Linked DNA regions of Rattus norvegicus: region 1 is linked to region 2. Evidence: chromatin contacts called from public Hi-C data. All regions are on one chromosome and are shown on one strand. Each heading gives the region's core, a stretch centred on a gene start, on an enhancer-like site or on the middle of the called end of the contact. The rest is flanking DNA. Distances are from core to core; before and after follow the strand shown. Region 1 holds the start of RGD1359108 (similar to RIKEN cDNA 3110043O21). Region 2 holds the start of Smim8 (small integral membrane protein 8).

What was found. A called contact is a pair of places that touch in the nucleus more often than the background predicts.
Region 1: a contact with region 2 is called in a Hi-C map of liver, with 3 times the contacts expected there. The contact joins the promoter of RGD1359108 here to the promoter of Smim8 in region 2. A contact is called at or near these places in 2 of 12 Hi-C or Micro-C datasets (liver and mammary epithelial cells).

What each region holds. Positions count from the first base shown.
Region 1 is chr5:54,585,831-54,591,314 of GRCr8, forward strand. RGD1359108 (similar to RIKEN cDNA 3110043O21) reads right to left here and starts at 1,527. Exons shown (of 11, transcript NM_001007702.2): 1 at 1,481-1,527.
Region 2 is chr5:54,139,668-54,144,823 of GRCr8, forward strand. Smim8 (small integral membrane protein 8) reads right to left here and starts at 2,062. Exons shown (of 3, transcript NM_001201374.2): 1 at 1,943-2,062.

The DNA.
Region 1 (5,484 bases), core at 277-2,776, 450 kb after region 2:
TTGCAGGTTTTTTGTTTGTTTGTTTTTTTGTTTTTTTTGTTTTTTTTTTTTTTAATGTGACACGTGGTGCTGGGCAGGGTGAAGCAAGCACCTGCTTCCTTCTCCTGGGCTGTGATTCACCCTTTCAGTCTGGCATATTCGTGCTCTCCACACTGTCTGCCACTATTCCTCCGTCTTCTTGGTTATCAGATCTGGTGTCCAAGTACCAAGGAGCCTGCACTCAGGTCATCCTTGTTTTACTTAACAAGGGTGAAAAGGCTGTAGGCTACTTTTGAAACACAAAGCAATCACATTCACGCAGCTTTTATAGCCTGGCTGCAATGGCTCGACTTTATTATCAGTTATTTCTGATCTCTTATTGTGCCTAGTTTCTAAACTTTATCATCCGTGTATGAAATGTAATGAGGGGAAAGCACCTATATTCACATGATGTGTGTGTGTAGGCACTTGCCAAGATTTCAGGCTATACTGGGGGCCTCCTGGAACGTCCTCTTTAATTGAGGTGAAGACTAATATATTTCAAATACTCTGATTTCATATTATTTTTTGATTCCATATTATTATTAACATCCCCCCCCCGTGCTCTTTATTATAAGTTTTCCAAGTGGACTAATGATTCTATCTCAAAGTATTTTTCAGTCTTTTTTGGGTCCTTTATGTAAAGTAAAAGTACTACTGAGACAGTCTGTGTACCCGTTTTACACAACTGGTGACGCACCGGAACAGTGTGACTAGAAATTTATCCACCTGCCCGAACAAAATTCTACAAGCGCCTAACAGAACGCGCAATCCCTCTCAGGCAAACGGAAGATTTCCCTCCTTTTCGGAATATAAGACCTGGCCAGACAGACCCTGTGTGGGCAGACTTAATCAGTGCGCTTCTCTCTGCAACTGATTACCATCAGTCAAGTGATGCCCAAGTCACAATGGTCACTTCCTTTAGTAAGTCTGTGCAACCGCGGAACTGTGAGGCAACCAGGTCAAGTCCCACAGAACTGGGGAACACCCTGGTAAGAGCTGCAACCCTTGTAAGAAAGCATCCACACTCAGTGCAAACTTCTGCGAAATTCTGCCTGCGTGCTGTCTGTCCTTACTCCATCCCACCCTCGCTTACTCCTCCCGGGCGGGGACCCTCGGTAGATCTGACTGGGTCGCAGGACCGCCAGCGCTCTGGTTGCCTCCGGTACAGACCCCTGGGGCCCAGGCTTCTGGTGCTGGAGGCCGCGCCCGCGGTAGCCCCCGGAGGGTTCCCTCAAAGGCCGGGGAGAAGCTCCGGGTCGGGGAGCGCGGGCGGACAGCGTAGACGAGGCCCATCCTCATCCCCTCCGCACCGCCGCGGCCCCCGCAACTCCTGCGAGGCCAAGGGCTCTTTCGCTCGGGGAACAGGGGGGAGTTCACCCCGAAGAAGAAAAAACCCGCTGGTACCGGCCGGCAAGCAGACCGAGGCAGCAGCCCCGCTCCGCCCGCACGTCTCACTCACCCACTCGCCGCCGCTGCGCCTTCACCGCCGGCGCAGGGACCGCAACCGCAGCCGGCTCCGGGCCCCGCCCCGGCCCCGCCCTCCCACGCCCCCGAGTCCGCCCCGTCGTAGCCCCGCCCCCAACCACGGCCGCTCCAGATTCTGCAGGGGTCTGTGTCCGGTTCTTTTTAATCTGGTTTCCTTCTTTTGTCTTTGGTCACCGTTATGGAGTCAAGTTGCGATCTGAGGCAACCAAAACGCACCTGCCTAGCATACCCTGCCTGGACTGTCTAGACACCACTCCCACAGAGAAGGAACAGGCAATTGGGATGGCTGACACTACAAACGCCATCTTTCACGTGGGCGGAACTTGTCTCTGCTTGACGCGCCGCTGTTTCCTCGTGGGACTCCGTAAGTTCCGGCGTCGCATTTTCAATGTGCTTTGCCAGCCTTGAGATGTCAGTGGCAGCTGGCCGGGCGGAGGCTGTCTTGCACTTTGTATCTTCCAACCGCTGCTCAGGAAATAACGTTGGCAGAGTTGAGCTCAACCTAGATAGATAGTGCCATCTGCGTTAGGGAAACCTGCTGGACCCACGGAGCATAGTTACTGGTTGTAAGTAGGTTTTTTTTTTTTTTTTTTTTTTTTTGGTCAGCAGGTAGTGGATGCTCAACTAATAGTTAATGAATGAGTGGATTTCTTTTTGTCCGTATGGCACAAGTAACTGCCGTTAAGTCGTGCACAGACGGTGCACGTTCACTCCACAACAAGCACAATTTGTTAATTCCTCCCTCTCTGTACGTCATCACCCCGGTTTTCTTCTAAACGTCATTCAGTGCACTTTGTTTTTTAACTTTTGGGAAAATAACACCTTGACGTTTAATATGTTTAACTTCTTTTGGTTTGTAACTGTACTGTGACTTTTCAATACAGATGAGTAGTGTTTAATATTTTTCATCATTTACAGGAAAAGAAAGGAATTAATAACAAACTACCTATCAACACTACCTTTGGGTAGTAGTGTATGCTTTTTTCTTTTGTTGTTTGTTTTAAACCCAGCAACTGTCATCTGTTAAGTTCTTACACTGTTTTGTACGGTGCTTTTCAGACTATACAAAGGATTATGTGTAGAGTTTAGCATGCATCCAAACACACAAAATGGATAGTACCGTGTTTGGAAGGCTAGGGTTAAGAGTGAGATGCTGTAGGTCAAAGTGGGTGAGTTTTCAGGTCAGGTAACTGGGTGAGGCTAGACAGCTAATGCATAGCATGAGGAATAGACATTTATTTTATATCCCACACAGAAAAGTTAATAGGTAGATTTTAAGTACTATCGTGTGCACACGCGCGTGCGTGTACACACACACACACACACACACACACACAATTTGTCTGTAGTAACCCAGAGCTATCAAAGTAATTGATTGGACCAGTTTTGTGTTATTCTAGAGCCCAGTATATATAGATATTTGTTTGGTAAGCCCTTCTCCTTTAAAACTTGTCTGTGGTGATCCAAACTAACACTAACTACACTTCAGAATAAGACTGGAGCTTTGATTAAGTGCCTGGGGGAAGGAATATATACCTCCTCAGATTTTTTTTTTACTTCAAAATTTTGCGTAGAGCCAAAAACCAACTAACAAACAAACAACAAAAGAACCCACCCCCACCACCACCAATAACATCCAACAACAACAACAACAAAAACCAAGAAAACAGTGTCCATCAGATATCTCATTTTGTGTAATTTCAGTCCTAGGATAAATACGTTTTATTTAAAAAATTAAAAAAAAAAAAAACAGTCAAACCAAGAAGAGTCTAGGAATGTCCTTAGTGGGTGGAGGGCTTGCCTAGCATGTATGACTCCCTGGGCCATACCAGCGTCCTCCTCTCTTTTTCTCTCTCTGGAAAAAAAAATAATGAAACACCAAGACCTAAAATGTTGCATGACCACAAGAAATGAAATAAACCATAATAGAACTTATATGTTGCTGTGTATTTTGTGACCAATGAGTGGAAACCTTTTCCTTCACATCTCATGGAACAATTACTTAGCCATAGGTAAAGTAGGTTATATATTTTTAACTAGATTGTAGCTAAATTTTATTAATCAGGAAGGAAATAATAAGTATGCATGCTGGTCCATCATTACTGTATTGCCTGAGGGGTGTAGTCTAGAATACATCTTTCTTCCAGGGAACGAAGAGAAAATAATGCTAATTGTGTAGAACTATGATCCATGTTATTGGGTGTGGTAGATTTTTAACCCCTACCATCTCACATTTTCCAAATAAATCACCTCAAATAACTCTAGGCTCTATGTGAAAATATGCTTGCTGTAGAAATATATCTCCAGGGCTGAAAATGGAGGGCATTTGGCAAAGGTCTTGCTTACCTTGCCCTGGTTCACTCTCCAACAATAAACAAACCAGCGAGATGGCAAACACCTATAATCTGAGGCAGGAGAATTAGAAGTTCAAGATCATCCTAGGCTACACTACAAGCTGAAGATTCTTCGGGGTGGGGGAGCATCTAAGAGAAGAAAAAGAAAGGGAGTATCTCATCAAACAAGAACCAAGATCACTTTCCCTTATTTCCAACCAGAGCAACACCCTTAAAGACCTGATGTAGAAAAATGTGAACTGTCCATGTTTCATTAACGTTCAATCATGTAAACACTCCCCAACAAGGAGGACTCTAAAGCAAAATAAGAGATTGGGCTCTGTAACCCCTACAGATATTAAGTATTGTCTCTGCTTTAGATTAACCATGAAACTGGATAGTTCTTCACTTCTTGGTGACTCAGTGCTCTCAGTGCTAGCTTACTGTGGTGCCTTAAAAGAGGGAACGGAGATAGAGAGGCCAGTATGACCCTTAGGTTAGACTATGCATTCATGACAGGGGGCGTTTTGTTCCCCATCTGTGTAGTGGCTGCAGCATTTAATAGGAGTTGAAATGACTACCATAGGTGCATTGCACTCCTCCTATCGTCCCTCCCTCTGGAGCTTCCTTGCCTGACCACAGGGGAAGCTTGTAAATTTGATCTTTTAGCAGGACGCCATTGCACAGCAGCAAAATAGCATGCTTAGTCATCTGTCACCTGGTTGCTGTAAGTTTTGTGTGCAATCAAGCAAGCTGAAAAATTAGATCAGTACATTCTAGAAGTGATGGCTTACTTTCATTTTTGTACCTACTCAGAAATAATAGATACAGTAATAAATGACTTATAACACTCTTACACCCTACGTGTATTTATAGCTCCAGTAAATATGTCAGAACACAGAGAACCTTCTTGACTCATCAAAAATGCGAGTTGTCAGGAAGGCTTTTCTCCATTGTCTCTGCTAACGTGTTTCAGAAGTGTGATGTGCATTGCTTCAGGGCTGGAACCAAGGGCTGGTTGATTAGCTCTACTTACCAAGATTACAGGAAATTAGATGTGACTCAGACTGGCATGTGAACAGTTTTATGACAGACACAGATGAAGAATATTGCTGTATAAACCACAGTCCATTTCATTTCTCTTAAGGAATGCAGTTTTATGTGGTTGCCTTCCTTAATCACTGAAGACTTAATAAATATGCATTTTATGCTACATTTGCCTTCATTCGAAATATGAATGGAATCTTAGTGCGTTGAGCTAGTATGGTGAAATGATATAGAAAACCCTTGAGTTTCTGTCTGGAGACAATACTTTATAGTTCTAACAATTCATGATGTACTGCAAAAAAAAAAAGTCATTAGGACACAATACTCATTTCTTTTCAGCTCCTCTGTGGACTCATAATTTTATGAACGATATCCTTAGTGGGAGGAATGTCATCCTTGACCGGGTGTAGATCCTGTGCCTTCACAATGCTGCTGTGCATCTTACCTTAGATGCAAGTGTTTCTAAGGACAGAAGCCCCAGACTGGAGAGATGGCTTATCTGTTAAAGGCTAGGCACACACACACACACACACACTCCAAAATAGAGCCTGGGGGAGGGATTTCCTAGCTCATTGCACCTCATAAAACATAGGAAATC
Region 2 (5,156 bases), core at 812-3,311:
GATCCACAATATATTTGGCAGCTAACATTTGAAAATTCACTAGTTAGGCTGGAGAGAAGGCCCAGCAGGTACGAGTATTTGTTTCCCTCGTAGAAGACTAGGGCCAGTTCCTAGAGTCTGTGTGGTGGCTACAACTACCTGTAACTGTAGTTCCTGGGGTCCAATACTCTCTCCTGGCCTCCATGGGTACCAGACATGCATATGGTACATACATATACATACACACAAACACTTATTCACATAAAATAAGCACCAGACCCCATTCTTCCCTGAGGGACTATTAGCAGGTAACTAATGAGGAAGTGTCATTTTCCTTAGTGGAGAAGTTGATGTTGCTCTGGTAAATAATTTTAGACAGAAAGAGAGAGAGAGAGAGAGCGCGCGCCTATTGGGAAGAAGGGGTCCATTGGGTGGATATGTGAGCAATGAGGGAGAAAACACCAAAACTTATTATATAAATACTTGATAACTGTCAAACAATATATTTTTAATCACTAAAGGTGCTGAGGACCTGCATTGATCCCCAGCATGCACATAAAAACCTGCCTGCAGTGTGTGCTTGTAGCCCTACTTCTGGGGAGAGGGAGGCAGACTCATCTCTGGGCTCACTGACCGTCAGCTCCTTGGGATCAGTAAGTCCCAGGTCCCAGTGAGAAAGTCTGTCTCTGAAAAGAAGGTAGGTGGGCCTTGAGGAACAACATCAGGTTGACCTCTGGCTTCTACATATTCTACATACATACTTCCCATGTGTGCATGAATGAACTGCCCATGCTATACACACAAAATTCACTAGAACAAGATTGGCTTGGCTACCTACACTACACTGTATGCGAAAGTATGAAGATACAAACAATATGAGAATTGCTTTAGGAAAATTAATCTATTTTCAAATATATAGAGAATTGCCTCAAATAGACAAAAGACTTCAGGGAGAGTACAAATGTTCTTGTTATTATGTTTCACATATTACACTCTTTTAGTGCTTAAGAAAGTAACTTCAAGTCTGGAGTAGGGCACCTTCAATAGTTTAAATTAATATGAACAACTCTGAGAAAAGTCAGTGGACTTTATGGCTTGAGGAAAGGAGGCATATACTTAACCTCAACTCTGGTACTTCTTAAGTGAATTTCTGTCTCTGTCTCTGTCTCTGTCTCTCTCTCTGGAGTAAGTGACAACTCCGATTCCACTTAATAAAAGGAGTAGTATTACAGACTACAGTATTATAGATGTGTAGTTAACATCCTTAAAAGGAAAGATGTTAATGAAATAGTGGTCATCCTACAGATAGTCCAAGCTTCCTACCCTCGATGTCCAGTTCTTCCGATTGTAGTGGACTCCCATTCTATCTCCTCAGCATCTTTTTCCAAAATTTATTTCTGAGGAAAGTATTTTTGCATTGATAAAGTATTACAAGATGTAGCTCCTGTAAGATAAGTCCAGCACTAGAGAGACAGAAGCAGGCGGATCTCGGAGTTTCAGGCTAGCCTGGTCTACAGTGAGTTCCAGGACAGCCAGCTGTACACAGAAAAACCCTGTCTTGCGGGAAGGAGGGGAGGTGATGGCGGGGGTGGGGGGGTGTTATGAGATCACTTAGATTTTTAAAAATGAATTCTATCCGTTTTTACTGTAAAATATAACTTTTAAAAGAAAAACATCTGGTAATTTACCCTACATTGGGGAAAGGGTGTCAGTGTGGCAGGTACCTGAAGGCTGTAAAGCTTTGCAGACCGGGGTCGGACACCAAGGTTCCTACGGAGCTCAGTATAAATCTTCTTTATAAACGAGTATGAAAATTTCTGTGGTCGGCAGGCAGGCTTCCCTGCCAGGCTGTGGTCTACACCGCTGCGCAAGGTGGAGAGCTGACTATAACCCAAGTGCCTTCGAAGCTTCCATAAATAACTAAGGTCAATTAAGTCTGAATATTCGACTGCCAACAACCTACCTTAGCATCTCCTGCAAACCACAACCCGCCCCTGCGAGAGCCGGCGGAGCCTAACCTTGGGCAATTGCAAAGCTAAGGAAGTTTCCCTGTCCGGCGCCGCTAGACACAGAGACTCCCGGCGTCCCTTGCGAACGCCCGCTGCCGCGCTCCCCTTCCGGTTCGCCCGGTGCGCTCCTTCTAATGCGCGCTCCCGCAGGTGCGTTCCCACCAGTCGCGTGCCCTCCCTTGCGTTCCCGCTGGTGAGCGCCCACTAGCGCGCCGTCCCTCCAGTCCACCCCTACAGGAGCGCTCCCTCTAGTGCGCGTTCCTTCCCTTGCGCTCCTGCTAGGTGCGCTCTCTCCGCACCACAAGCCACAGGCTTCTGGAAAGGCCGCACCACAGCGCCACCTATGCTCCGGAGGCCGCAGAGCAGGGGTCCGGGCCGACCCAGAACTCTGCAGGAGCCCTGGCTTTGGAAAGCACATTCATCGGAGATAATTCCCACATTAGATCTCTAGGGGTCAAAGAGAGACTTGTTACGGGACCTCTGATAACACTGATCGTTTTGGTTTTCACATAGCTATTAGTAGTTCACTTATATTTAATTTTAAAAGTCATACATTATCAGCATTTTCTCAAAGACAGGCATTTTAAAAGTAGTATAAGTGCTAGCCCTGTTATACAAGGAGGACGCCAAGCCAAAGTAGATGATATAATTAACGTCAAAGATGGTTGACTCTTTCGAGTGGATTATCAGTTGACAAATGGGAATGTTGTTTCTGGTAATTTTCAAAACCAATTCCACTCTCTCTTTTCTATGGCCTCCCATCCTGACTCCTGAGTTGTCCTGTGAAGGCTAAAATTATACATTAAGTTTAAATTACTGTGCTTTAGACATCTATAAAACAGATGTCTTAATGCCTCTAACCTGTAAGCCTCTCTTGGCAAGAACAGATAACTTCGTGTAATGCTGGGGGCTATTCATGTAAGATAACAGGCCACTTGCTTTCACTTCTGTAAACAAGGTTGGTTGTTCCAACCTCACAGGATGTACACACATAGGTGGGAGTTTTGTAGCCAGGAAGTATGTTGAGATGTATGCTTGCCCTGATTAGATGAAGGCAGGTTTTGATTTTCTAAGCTTCTGACTAATGTAATTTGGTACCATATTCTGGGAGTCCTGGGTATGGACTTGGTCAGGGTCCCTTGTCCTGGCCAGTATTTAATAAAGCTTGCTTAGCTCAAAAATTGTGGTAGTAGTCTTATTCTTGCCTGGTGGGATTAATAGTCCATGTGATTTATTTTGGGTAACGTTATTCTTTATTACTATTTTTATGTATATGGGTATTTTGTCTACATATATGTCTATGCATGAGTTTTGTATCTGACGCCTTTGGAGGGAGAAGAGGGCATGGAATTCCTGAACTAGAGTTAAAGACAATTGTGAGCCAGCCTGGGGGCAGCCCTGACAGGTCTTCCTTCATGTTCTGGTTCCCCTAGAGCATCGAGCATCGGCGGGGATAAGATTTGGCCTTATGAGGTATTTGGGATGACTGTATAATAACAATAGGCTTCCGTATCTCAATTCTAAGTCACCTTGCTTCAGTAGCTGATCTGCCTTCCGGGTTCCTCTGAGGCAAGAAACTGTTTAGCACCTCATCCCAAAACAGCAGGGGATTAAGTGAAGTAGCCTTCGTTCTAGCTCCACAGGAATTGTGAGGCTCTAACTTTCAGCCTGCTTGCTAGCCAAAGGCACAGGAAGAAAAGGAAGACACTTTGAAAAGTGATTTTAGTGTTAATTTCTAAGTTGTAAAGTTTCCTATGAAAGCTCTCTAAGAAAAAAAGGAAAGCAGGATGTAAAAAAAAAAATCTAAGCAGAGGGGGATAAGGAGAGAATAATGCTCTCCTCTCTTTGTCCTCAGCACTTATGCATCTTTCAAGATGCATGATCCCATGGTACAAAGTTCATCACAAGTTTACACACAAGTTCAAATCATAAATCAAATAAGAAGTTTACAACTGAGAATGTTTACATGCATATATTAGGAGTAATTATCTGGCTAACATCCATCACCTGTCTCAGCTCCACAGGTTCATTGAACTAAGTTATTAGTGAAGTTGTGTGCAGATAAACCCAGTCAATATTTAATCTTCTGTCCAAGCACCTATAATAATCTTCAATTTTCTTTTTATGACATTTAGTTAATGATTTTACAACCTCTTAGAATGTGCTCCGAGTAGTAGAATGCCTGCTTACCACCTCAGAAGCAACTAACTCATGACACTGAAGACTGGCAGAGTACTCATTGCAGTTTTGACGATCAGAAAGGATTTAATAGCAGTGTTATTAAAAGAGCTCAATAATTACTATAATTATAGGAATTCTTATAGGATCATCATTAAAGATTAAGAAATCATCTATTTGAGGGGTTGGGGATTTAGCTCAGTAGTAGAGCGCTTGCCTAGCAAGCGCAAGGCCCTGGGTTCGGTCCCCAGCTCCGACAAAAAAAAGAAAAAAGAAAAAAAATCATCTATTTGACTATACAATATCACTACAAGACAATACATCTTTGTTGTTCTGCAGAGATCTGCTCAAAGGCATAGGCTAATACCTAGTGATTGTTATTCATGTTTAATAATAACAGGAAAAGCATATTAATAGCAGAAATCTTTACTAAAATGAATTTTTCCTGGGCCTTGTCTATTAGAGCAAATCTGTCATGGATATTTTTTTAACCTGAGGGAGACCATCTCAGGATTTCACCTGCTAGTTATTAGCTCACCCTATGTTGGCTCCTGACACGAACCACCATGTGAGAGCTGGGACTCAAGGTAGGTCTTTAGGAACAACAACTACTGCTTTTAATTGCTAGACCATCTCTCCAGCCCAAGGGATAATGTGATTTTTTTAAAAATTTGATGCCAGAGGCTAGGAAAGCATTTTAACTGGTAAGGAAGCTCCGACTGATTCTGTACAGATAGAAAACACCAAGCAAAAGTCAAGATCCTATTTCCCTTGAGCCTCTTCTTTGTTGGGGTCGCTAGAGAAAGAATTTTCATCCAAGTGTTTGCATGTTGCTGCCTTTATCCCTGCTATTAGAAATAAGTTCAGGGTCACAAAGAAACCACTCTAAGTGTCAGGATAAGGCAGACCCTACTTCTGGTCTGCCACACAAAAGCAGAACAAGAAGCACATGGAACAGGAGAGGTGTTTTAGGCAGTAACCAAATCTTTT